2 separate regions of the Sus scrofa genome follow, and region 1 is linked to region 2. A link is a contact called in public HiChIP or PLAC-seq data. All regions are on one chromosome and are shown on one strand. Each heading gives the region's core, a stretch centred on a gene start, on an enhancer-like site or on the middle of the called end of the contact. The rest is flanking DNA. Distances are from core to core; before and after follow the strand shown. Region 1 holds the start of LOC100627422. Region 2 holds the start of TM9SF3 (transmembrane 9 superfamily member 3).

Region 1 (5,240 bases), core at 1,809-4,308, 270 kb before region 2:
AAATAGAAGGTTAATTGTTCAGAACAAAACCCATTAAAATAAAAGAGGAATTATTACATCTGCTAGTGACAAACAGTTGCCTTTTGGAGTGTATATAAATGAGGATCTTCTATATAGAAAGTTAATGCTACAAATGATTTACTTAGAACTCTCAAAGAGCAAAATTACATACCATAAAAAAGAAAATACAAGACCCAACCTATTTTAGTCAGGAGACTATCAAGTGTATATTACCTCAGATTAAAATACTGATCTTCAGTCTGAACTGTAAATAATGTCTTTAACTTTACTACCTCGAAAGTGGAAATTTGCAGTTAAAAGCATGTTTTTAGAAAACTGATCACCAGATTAAAATCCTTCCTTTAAAAAAAAGAATCTAAAAATTGACACTCGACTCAGATATTTACAGAGGAATTTTATTAGTTTAAAAAAAAAAAAACCCCAAAACACCTTGTCAAGCAGCAGTAACTCACTACTAACACTAAACACTGACTGATTAAAAAGGAGGCCTGAGGAAAAAGGAAAGGATTCAAAGCAAACAAAATTAGAATATAACCATCTAAACTAAAGCAATAGTAACTTAGAAATTTATAGGGTTACAGCTGTCAATTTCAAAATCTTTTAAAAACTAAAAAGCCCCACTGGGGGAAAAAATCATTAAAAAAATGAAACAAATACAAGAACTAAAAATTCCTCAAAATAATTTTAGGATTTTATATTAATTCACAAATCTGAAAACTCATTATTAATCTCATGCCTCTCAAAACCTTCTACATGCCTTTATAAAGTCTCTTATATGATGGCTACAAATAGTACATAATTCAAAAAGTGCAAATGCTTATGTAACATTTCAGCAAACGTATGATGGGTTTCAAAGAATAAAACAAGCAAAGATAGAGCAAATGATAACTAATAACCAAAAGGCTGGTTCCTGGAGGGCAGAGCTAAGCTTGGATTGGCAGGAGGGTAATTTTAAAATATGTCCACAAGACAAATTATAGCAAAAAATGGACTCCAGCCTTTATTATTTACACAAGTGTATCTTTTAAAATGCACTTTTAACCTTTTTAACCTTTGGACAACCAAAATGATATCAGATACCTTAAAGCATTGTTGCCTATATTAATTTTGATAATTACAATCCAATTCTTAACAAAATTCAGACATTTTCATAATGAAGACCCCGCAGAAATGGAAAGGCTTACATTCTCAAACTAAAGGTTACCTTATTTTTCACTTGTTTAAAGTTTCAGTTTTGTTTTTTAACCTATTACAGAAAACATCCCTTGTGGGACACTGGAAAGGGCATACCCTCCTGTCAAGCCAGAAAGCTCAAACACAAAGACACTGAGCCAACCAAGTGCTGTAATTCTTCCAAAGTGAGCTTCTCCACACCCCCTCCACCCTTCCCCCCAACAGATATGTCTATTAAATCAGTGTCTGTTCTCCCCCTCGCACAACAAAGAGAACTTCTCACCGCATGAAATTGCCGCTGAATGGACACCAGAAAGCAGGATTTGCATAATTCCTTCCAACGAAACCCTGTCGGGAAGGAGGGGATGAGGGGCCCAAGCGAACGGATAGAATCTCCTAGATTCTGTTGGTAAGACCAAGATTATTCCCCACGGTGGGGTGGGGGGTGGGAATTCTGGACCTCCCCGAGGACTGGGCGTGGGAGACGGAGGACGACGAGCGAGCATTTCCCCACACATCAGCAGCACCGAAGCAAAGATGGGGAAATAACAATGCTGGAGAACAGGAGAGTCAGACACAGGACGGACTGGGGCTAGGGGGCGGCGGGCGGAGCGGAGACACCAAACGGGCCACTTACTTTTTGGAGGGGGGTTAAATATATGAGTTAAGCCCTTATGGTCCCGCCGGCCGCCGCACAGAGGGAAACGGGACCTTGGGAGAGAAAAACAGACAAAACACATAGTGTGAGAGGCGCTGCTCGGCCGCCCGGCCCCTCCCGGAGCGCCCCGGTCCACACTCCCTCCTGCCCGCGGGGGAAAAAGCCACTCGAGGCGCCCCGAGGTCCGGGAGGCGAGGGGGGGGGGCGGGGCGGACGAGGCTCTTCGTGCGGCGACGGCTCCGGAAAATCCCCCAGAAGAGCACAAGAGCGACCCCAGCTCCGGCTTCCCGGTCGGACCGGTCCCACCCCCCCCTTCCTCCCGCCGTGCACACACTGAACACAAATACACACACACCGACCCGAGCGTCGAGGATTAACTCCCCGGCCGCTGCCGCCGCCGCCGCCCGCAGAGGAAGTGCAGCCGCTGCCCCCCGCGGCCATGACACCCCACTTGGCTCGGTCAGGCGGACCCGGGGCCTGTGACAGCTCCGGCTCCCTCCGCCCCCATCTCCACCTCACGCCTCGCACACGCCCGAGCGCCCGCCGCCCGTGCACGCGAGGCGAGGGGCGCGCGCTGCCGCCGTGCGTGGGGGGAGGGGCAGCGCGGGACGCGGAAGGCGCCGGCCGCAGCGGAGGAGGGGACCAAGCTGCGGCCCAGCACGCGCCCCCGCCCCGGGCACCACGGGACTGGCAGCGGCGTCCCCCGTCAAGCGGCAACGCTGCGGGACGAGTCTCCACAAAAAGCCAGCGGCGGCGCCGGGCCGCCGGGCAGGGAGGGAGGGCAGAGAGAGGGAGGGGAGGGGAGGGGCACGCGCTCCCGCCCAAGAGCCCTCCCCGGGGAGGGCGCGCAAAGAGGAGGGGCCGGCGCGCGCGCTCGGGCCCGAGTGGGGAAAGCCCGCCCGGAGGTCGCGCGCGCCCGCGCTCCGGGGGGTGGGGGAGGGGGACGCCCAAGCCAAAGAGGGCGGGCGGGCCGGAGCGGCAATTGCTGTCCCGGCTCCCTCCCTCGTCCGGGGCGGCCGGCGGCGGGGCAGCCCGAGGTCCGGAAGCGGCTGGGGAAGAGTCTCACCTACACAGTGAATGAGCTTGTGGCGCCACGAGTCCAGTTCTTGCCGAAAGCCGCGTCTCTCAACGGAGCATTGCTGCCGCCTACACACCCTCGCCATCTTCTGCCGCCCGCCCGGCCCTGCCTCCGCCGCGGCCCCGCGCACGCCCAGCCGCGTCGCCCGGGGCCGCGCACGCACCCGCGGCCTGGGCGACGCGCCTCCCGCCGGGGGCGGTGCGGGGGCAGAGCCGGCCTCACCTCGCTTGGCCCCGGCGTGGCCCGGGGGGCATCCTGGGCGCGCGCCTGCCCCACACACGGCGCGGCGCTCCTCGCTTAGCTTGCGGTCCCCGCGGTGCTGAGCCGCGGCCGCCGCCTCTGGTCGCCCAGGAAGGAGCCTTCCCACGGCAGGAGCTTGGCCCCGCCGGCCCGGCGCCGCCGCCGCGCTGTCCCCCAAGGCCACGGCGGTCCCTTCTTTCCCTTCCCGGGGCTTTTTGTTTCTTAAACCAGCCTCATTTATCACTTCCAGCCTGCCTTTCGCCCGATACCAACTGTTGCAAGTTCTGTGGTAACTGCTTCTCTGAACTTCTGGGTCGAAACTGCTCCTCCCAGGAGCCTGTTTAAGAAGCAGAATAAGAATAAATGCCTGGATGCCAGTAGAAGCACTGAGCCCTAAAGTTTTTCAAGGTGAGAAAGATACATTTTATTAAGTCACTGAAAGGCAGTCGGCATTCGGGAACCCAGTTTAAAAAAAAAAAAAAAATCAAACGTTTTAAATGTGAAAAACTAGATTTCTACTAGCAAGGCAAAATTCTAAAGTCGGCATATTTAGAACCCCTCCTGTGTGTGTGGAAAGGGGTTTAAGAAAATTGTGCTAAAGTGCGAATGATATTTCAAAGAAGTACTTAATTAATGATAATTAAAGCAGAGTGTTGCAAAGTGGCTTAATATTTCAGGAAAGGACTCGAAGAGAAATATTTCCGATGACAAAGGGGATTTTTCAGTTGAAAACCTGGAATTATCAAATCACCCTGCGCAGGGCACTAACTGTTCCGTTTAAACATGATCCTGATCTTAATTATTTGACTTATTTGGGAGAAAAAGAGAAAAGAGAGGGAAAAGGTGAAACTAAAAGAGAGAGAAAATGCAGCGGGTTTGGTTGAGATGGGGTGGGAGCGGGGGCAGAATGCAAAACCAAAAGAAAAACCGGTATAGATCCCTCTTCACCAGTAGGCCCAGTACCCTAGGATTCTGATCTCTTCCCCACCTTTGGGGTTTAAAATTAAGGATGGTGTATTCCTGCTTTTAGATATTTAAATTTAAATTTGAAGGCTTAATTTTAATTACTATAGTAGGTAATACAAAGTCATTAGACATGGTTGACATCAAGGATCCCATTGGTGTATTGATTTTTGTCCTTTCAAAGGCTGTGGCCTTGGTTCTCTGAACCAGGTACTTGTGGAATCGCCTGTCCATCCATAAGGAGATGGATTGGGTGGGTCTCTTGGGTAGGAGGGATTTGAGAGGTATGGATAGAAAGGCACCTTTAGCCCCCTAAATCTTAAAAGCAGTCATGTTTCCATTCTCAGAAGTCCACAATATTTCATTGGTTAAGAGTATGTCAAATAAACATGAACAAGCTATTAAGTCAGGAAGTATTGAATTTCTTTGTACATGAAACTATCCTGAGTGGTGAGGGGATAGAACAAAAACAAGATAAAAGATTGCTGTGGACAGCCATCCTGCACGTAGGATGGCGAGATGTCGCCAACCTGAAACTTTCTTCACCGCTAGGTGGTGCGTTTGAGTCTTTTGTAGCTTTTAACCAAGTCTATGGTTTTTGGAAGTATGTTTCATAAAGTTTGAAATAAATGAACAACATACAGCTCTAAAATGAGTTAACAATGAGTGTATTTTCCAATTATCCCACCTAAGTTGTTTAAAAAAAATCATCAAACCGGAGTTCCCGATGTGGCGCAGCAGAAACAAATCCTACTAGGAACCACGAGGTAGCAGATTCGATCCCTGGCCTCACTCATTGGGTTAAGGATCCGGCATTGCTGTGGCTGTGGCGTAGGCCGGCAGCTATAGCTCCTATTTGACCCCTAGCCTGGGAATCTCCATATGCTGTGAAGGCAGCCTAAAAAGCAAATAATAATTATAATAATAAATAAAAATTTTAAAAATCATCAAAACCAAGGGTATTATTTCCTCAAAACAATCTCTTTAAGAGTCTCAGACATATAGATTAAGAGGATCCTAGTGACTTCAAAGATCAACTTTAACATGAGATATATATTCTCTAATTTTTTTTCTTTTTTAAAGATGTTGAATATAGTTCCCTGTGCC
Region 2 (5,444 bases), core at 2,041-4,540:
AAGAGGGTCTGCTCTTCTCTTCTTGCGCATGGCTCTTATTGCTGTCAAACATTTTGCACAGTTGGTAGCTCCTTTTTTGTACAGTTATGCCTGTTCTCTGTCTTGTGTATAAAGTTTTCTTGTTTTAAGTCTACACTCCTCAAACGAATACTTTACACTTTTTCTTATGTCCTCCCCACCTCCAAGCAATCGCCAACCTAGTGCTCCTGATATCACCTAGCAAATGCTTACTGCCTCAAATCTGTGGAGGCTGGTGTTGGATGTCTAAGCAAAAAACTACTCCATCCATCTTAATTCAGCACTTACACTGCTTGTTCTTCAATTGCCCATCATCACTTGATTCAAAAACTGTGATTGTTCATTCACAGAGCATTTACTGAGCTTCCACTATGAGCAAGTCAGTTTGCTAGGGCTCTGGGGAATATACAAAGATGTATGAGATGCGCCTCCTCTGATTTCTCTTGCACTTACTGGTGTATGATTCATTCAGCAATTAATTATGGACTGCCTCATGATGTCTTTGAGACTATCCAGAAAGTGTTCTTTAAATCCTTCTATGCTATTTGACTTTTCACTTATGAATGTCTTAATTCAGCAAATAGTTATCGAACGTCTATGATGTGACAAGCAATATCCCAGCATCTGGGACACATATACACAAATGATAGGGCTTGCCATCAAAAAAGTTCAGAATGTAGTACAGAAGAGGAAATGGGACTACGGTAATTACGGCATAAATGCAACTGGAATCCTGAAGAAGGGATGTTCAGCTTCCTAAGGGTGTCATGAAAGGTTTCACTGAAGAAATTGCAATTCATTTAGGCCTGGAAAACAAGTAAATAAAGATTGTCCATTCATTTCCATTCCGGACAAAGAGAACATCAAGAACAGGCACATGGGAGTTCCCATCGTGGCTCATTGGAAACGAATCTGACTAGTATCCATGAAGCCACAGGTTCCATCCCTGGCCTTGCTCAGTGGGTTAAGGATCCAGCGTTGCCATTAGCTGTGGTGGAGGTCGCAGACGCGGCTCAGATCTGGCATTGCTGGGCTGTCATAGACCAGCGGCTACAGCTCTGATTCAACCGCCAGCCTGGGAACCTCTATATGCTGAGAGTGCAGCCCTAAAAGACAAAAAAAAAAAAAAAAAAAAAAAAAAGGCACAGAGGCATAAAAGAACCCAGTGGAGACATAGGGATGTAGCCTGAGCATAGAGGTGAGAAGTGAAGTTGAGGAGATAAACTGGGATCTGATTTTGCAGCTGCATGCTAACTGCAAAGTAGCAAGGAACTTTTTTTTTTCTGATTACACATGTAGCACATTTTCATTGTTAAAAAAAAAAAAGTCCAAATATTTGCTATTAATGATTTGAATCCTAATCTTTTGGCTTGTTTTCTATGGGAAACTAATGTCACTGAAAATGGAATTATACTCTATATTTTCCAGTTTTTTTTTTTCACTTAAAATTGTATCTTGGCTACCATTCCATACCAGTAGGTACAAGTCTATTTTATTTCTTAAAATGACTGAATGGATGGTAGCCCGTTAGTAGAAAGAAAGACTGATTCTGGAACCAGATGCTTGGACCAGATCCTTCAGTAACCCCTTAATCCCTCTGTGCTTCAGTTATCATATCTGTGAAATGAACATACTCATGGTGCCTGTTGTATTAAGGATTGAGTCAATACATATAAAGTGCTCAGTTCCTGGGCCAGGATTCCCTTTGTGGTTCAAACCTGACTAGTATCCATGAGGATGGGGGTTCCATCCCTGGCCTCGCTCACCGGGTTAAGGATCCTGCATTGCCTTGAGCTACGGTGTAGGTCGAAGCCGTGTGAGGATCTGGTGTGGCTGTGGTGTATGCCAGTGGTGGATTTGATCCCTAGCTTCTTGATGCTGGTGCAGCCCTTAAAAAAAAAAAAAAAAAAAAGAATAGTGCCCGGCGAAGGAAAATCTTAGATGTGAATGTGATTCCTTGGGTGTCTTTAAACAATATTCAAGGAGTGTTTTAAATAAGAGAGTGATATAATCAGGTTTCTTTTTAGAAAGATCACTCTGGCACCTGTGAGGAGGATAAACAGGGAAGGAAGTTTGGTGGCAGGGATTCTGTTAGGCGTCTGCTCCAACACATAAGTGAGGAGTAGAAGATCGGCTGTTATTGGCAGAGGAGTGAGAGGAAAAATACATTCTTGAGACATTTCTAACATAACAAATGCTAGAACTTGTTGACTGCTGATGGCTGAGAGATAGAGACAATCTGACTACAAGTTTCAGATTTTTGGCTTACAGAACTGTGTATATGGTGGTGCCATATTCAAGTATTTATTTGACAGATAGCTTTTGAGTTCCCACTATGGGCTTGGCACTGTTCTAGGCACAGTGAACAGGATCTCTTCTTAGGAGAGATGCTTAGTTCTAGGAGGTATTTCTATTTATGGAGGGGAAACCCAAAAACAATAAACAAATAAATCAACAAGAATTTCAAAACCTAATAGTAGGGGTTCAATAAATATTCGATGACTTTAAGACACTCTCCAACCTGATACCAGTTTAAAAATCTCCCTTCTTGGAGTTCCCGTCGTGGCGCAGTGGTTAACGAATCCAACTAGGAACCATGAGGTTGAGGGTTCGATCCCTGGTCTTGCTCCGGCCTTGGATCCGGCTGTGAGCTGTGGGGTAGGTTGCAGACACGGCTCGGATCCCGCGTTGCTGTGGCTCTGGCGTAGGCCGGCGGCCACAGCTCTGATTAGACCCCTAGCCTGGGAACCTCCATATGCCGCGGGAGCGGCCCTGGAAAAAGCAGAAAGACAAAACAACTCCCTTCCTGATGATTACAGAGCTGGTGATCCATTCTCAGCGGGAGCCGAGCGCCTGTAAGGGTTATGTGATCTGACGCCGAAGCGAGAGGCAGTAGATCGGCCCATTACCCCACTTCGCGGCCGAGGAAAAACGAGGACAGGAAGAGTTAAGCGTTTTGACCGAGGTCGCCCAACTCCGAAGGAAGCGGCTTCGGCTCTACGAGACGGGCCAGGCCCCCGCTAACGGGGCCAGGCCAGGGCGAGAGTGCGCGTCGCGGCTACCGAGCCGGAGGATGGGGGGGAACGGGCGGGCGAGCCACTCGGACCTTCACTCGGACCCTCACGCGGCCCTCGGCGACCGAAGGCTCACGCCTCCCGGGCGGGGCGGCCGGCGGCGGTTGCAGCCCGGCGTCGCGAGGCACTTCCGGCGTGTGCCGGGGTGGCGGGATGACGTGGCTGAGTCAGAGGAAGAGGCAGGGAGGCGCCAGGGGGCGGGGGAGGCTCCGGAGCGGGCGGTGACGGCGGCGGCGCGGAGGAGCCAGCGGCTGGGCCCGGGCCCCGTGTGTCTGTCCGCGCCCCGTGGATGCGAATCGGCCGCGGCGGAGGCGGCGGCGGCGGCGGCGGCGGAGGAGGAGTCGGTGGGCCGGCGCCGGGCCGGTGGGAGTGCGGAGGATGAGGCCGCTGCCGGGCGCTCCCGGCGTGGCGGCGGCCGCCGCGCTGTTGCTGCTGCTGCTGCCCAGGGCCCGGGCGGACGAGCACGAGCACACGGTGAGAAGCGCCCCCGGCCGGCGCGGCAGCCTCCGCCTGCACCGCCGCCCCGGCAGGCTCGGCGCGGCCTGGAGTCCCCGGCGGCCGGGCCGAGCCCCGAGGCCTCCCGGGGGCGCCTTCCGGTTGGGCCTGGCGGAGCAGGAACCCCGGGAGCTGGGAGGAGGCATTTCCGTGAGCTCCCGGGACGGGACTCTGCTCCCTGAGCGCCTGGGCCTCCTTCCCCGACCCGGACCTAAATGGCGCCGCACCCCTGTGTCTGAGGTTCCTGGGAGCCGGGAAAGATGCGGGGTCTGAGGGTCGGTGCTCACCGGGCCGCAGGCAGCCAGGCTCGGGGCTGGTGGAGCTGCGCTCGGGCTGCTGGGGGCTACGACGCGGCGGAAGATGGATGCACCACGTATTACCCGTCATACACTAACCAGGAAATATCCACTTTATGGTCCTCACCGCCTTTATTTTCCCTTCCTCCCCAAGCCGGATTAAAACCTTGGCGTGGGATCAGCCTTGATAAACTTGGGGTGAAGAACACTACACGCGTACAGGCACTCAACCACACGTACCCGCCTGCGAGGCCTTTTCTTGTGACTTTTTCTTCACCCTCTTCTGGCCCCTAGGCCAGGCTCCCATCCCAGTGGTCTCTAATCAGGCGGCTTCTGAGTGACGGGGTCTTGAGTTTCCCGGTGTTCTGGTCTGGCTAGGAGCAGCCCGTTTTGCATTTGGCCTAAAATTGCTTGGCTGTTTATTTAATTGGCATTTTCCACGTCAACGCTTAGATGTTAATGACTCTTCTAGTGCCTTTCACTTAGGGATGTAACTCAGTGGTTATCTGAATGGTAGCGCCGAGCAGGGCAGTAAAATCGTGTAACTTAGAGATTGCTTGTGAGTAGTTGTGTGTTTTAGACCTTAACTCATTAATGATATTATTTTGCATAAGAGGTTGTGTAGTACTAAATCTGAAAGTCTTCTGTCATTCCTGACAAGTGAGGAAATGAAACAATCAGACTTCTCTAGTTCCTAGGTTAGCGAAGCTCATATTTTAGCTAATAAAAGTTCTAAACGTTTGGCTGTTGTGACCTTCAATCACAGCCAGAAACTTCGCACCTGTACGTTTTTTAAAGGAGCACAATCCCGAGTCGGTGACATGTTTTCGTGCTGTATTTGTGACTTTTCACCTGAAGATAATTTTGTTCACAGGTTAAACAGTTTAAAAATACTTTCCTATTGTTTCTTCCTTCGGGTAACTTGTCTCAGATTTTAAGAAGTGTTCATTTCCGATGAGCATCCTTTTAATCAGTGATTCCTAATATTTTTCCAAATTTTTGAACACTCAGGGAAAGTTACCCGGTAAAACTCAGTACTGTCTTGAGAGACAGTATGGTTCCACCATACAGTCATATAAGCTGAAGAGTTGTGTTTTACTTTTTTATCATGTGTTTTATATAAACGGTTATAAATAGGGAAAAGTACACAATTAAAATTTCACAAATTGGAGGTGAATAAAAAGGTCTTAGATTAATTTACAGATTTAAATTATAAACACCAATTTCATTGAAATTTTGTTGCCAGGAACATTTAAATGTCTAAAGCCAGAAATTGAATATAAACGATTTGATAAAAGGTTTTTGAGGCATATGGTCTATAGGATGAAACTGCTGGACAAAAAAAAATTTAGAATCCGTTTTATTTTGTTCATGTTTACATTTGAATTGCTCTCACTTGGTTACTGTTATTAACACCTATTTTAAAAAATAGGAAGAATAGCGTTAAGATATAACTAAAAAATTTTAAATGGCATGCATATATTTTTTGGCTATTAGCCAAAATATTTTACTTAAGCTTCTTGAAAACGAGGATTCACCTCAAGCAGATGATAATAGTGCA

What was found. HiChIP or PLAC-seq counts read pairs in DNA pulled down with a chosen protein or histone mark.
Region 1: an H3K27ac HiChIP or PLAC-seq map of alveolar macrophages shows a contact between it and region 2. The contact joins the promoter of LOC100627422 here to the promoter of TM9SF3 in region 2. A contact is called at or near these places in 1 of 5 promoter capture datasets (fetal skeletal muscle), 1 of 47 Hi-C or Micro-C datasets (embryonic fibroblasts) and 2 of 2 datasets of contacts at active chromatin or transcription factors (alveolar macrophages and skeletal muscle).

What each region holds. Positions count from the first base shown.
Region 1 is chr14:108,301,828-108,307,067 of Sscrofa11.1, reverse strand. LOC100627422 reads right to left here and starts at 3,058. Exons shown (of 8, transcript XM_021074303.1): 1 at 2,923-3,058; 2 at 1,832-1,905. It also overlaps a transcript of PIK3AP1 not described here.
Region 2 is chr14:108,031,295-108,036,738 of Sscrofa11.1, reverse strand. TM9SF3 (transmembrane 9 superfamily member 3) reads left to right here and starts at 3,290. Exons shown (of 15, transcript XM_005671366.2): 1 at 3,290-3,566. The coding sequence starts at 3,471. It overlaps LOC102162978 (a long non-coding RNA gene), which reads right to left and starts at 3,213. Exons shown (of 3, transcript XR_307750.3): 1 at 2,928-3,213; 2 at 1,785-1,907; 3 at 1-824.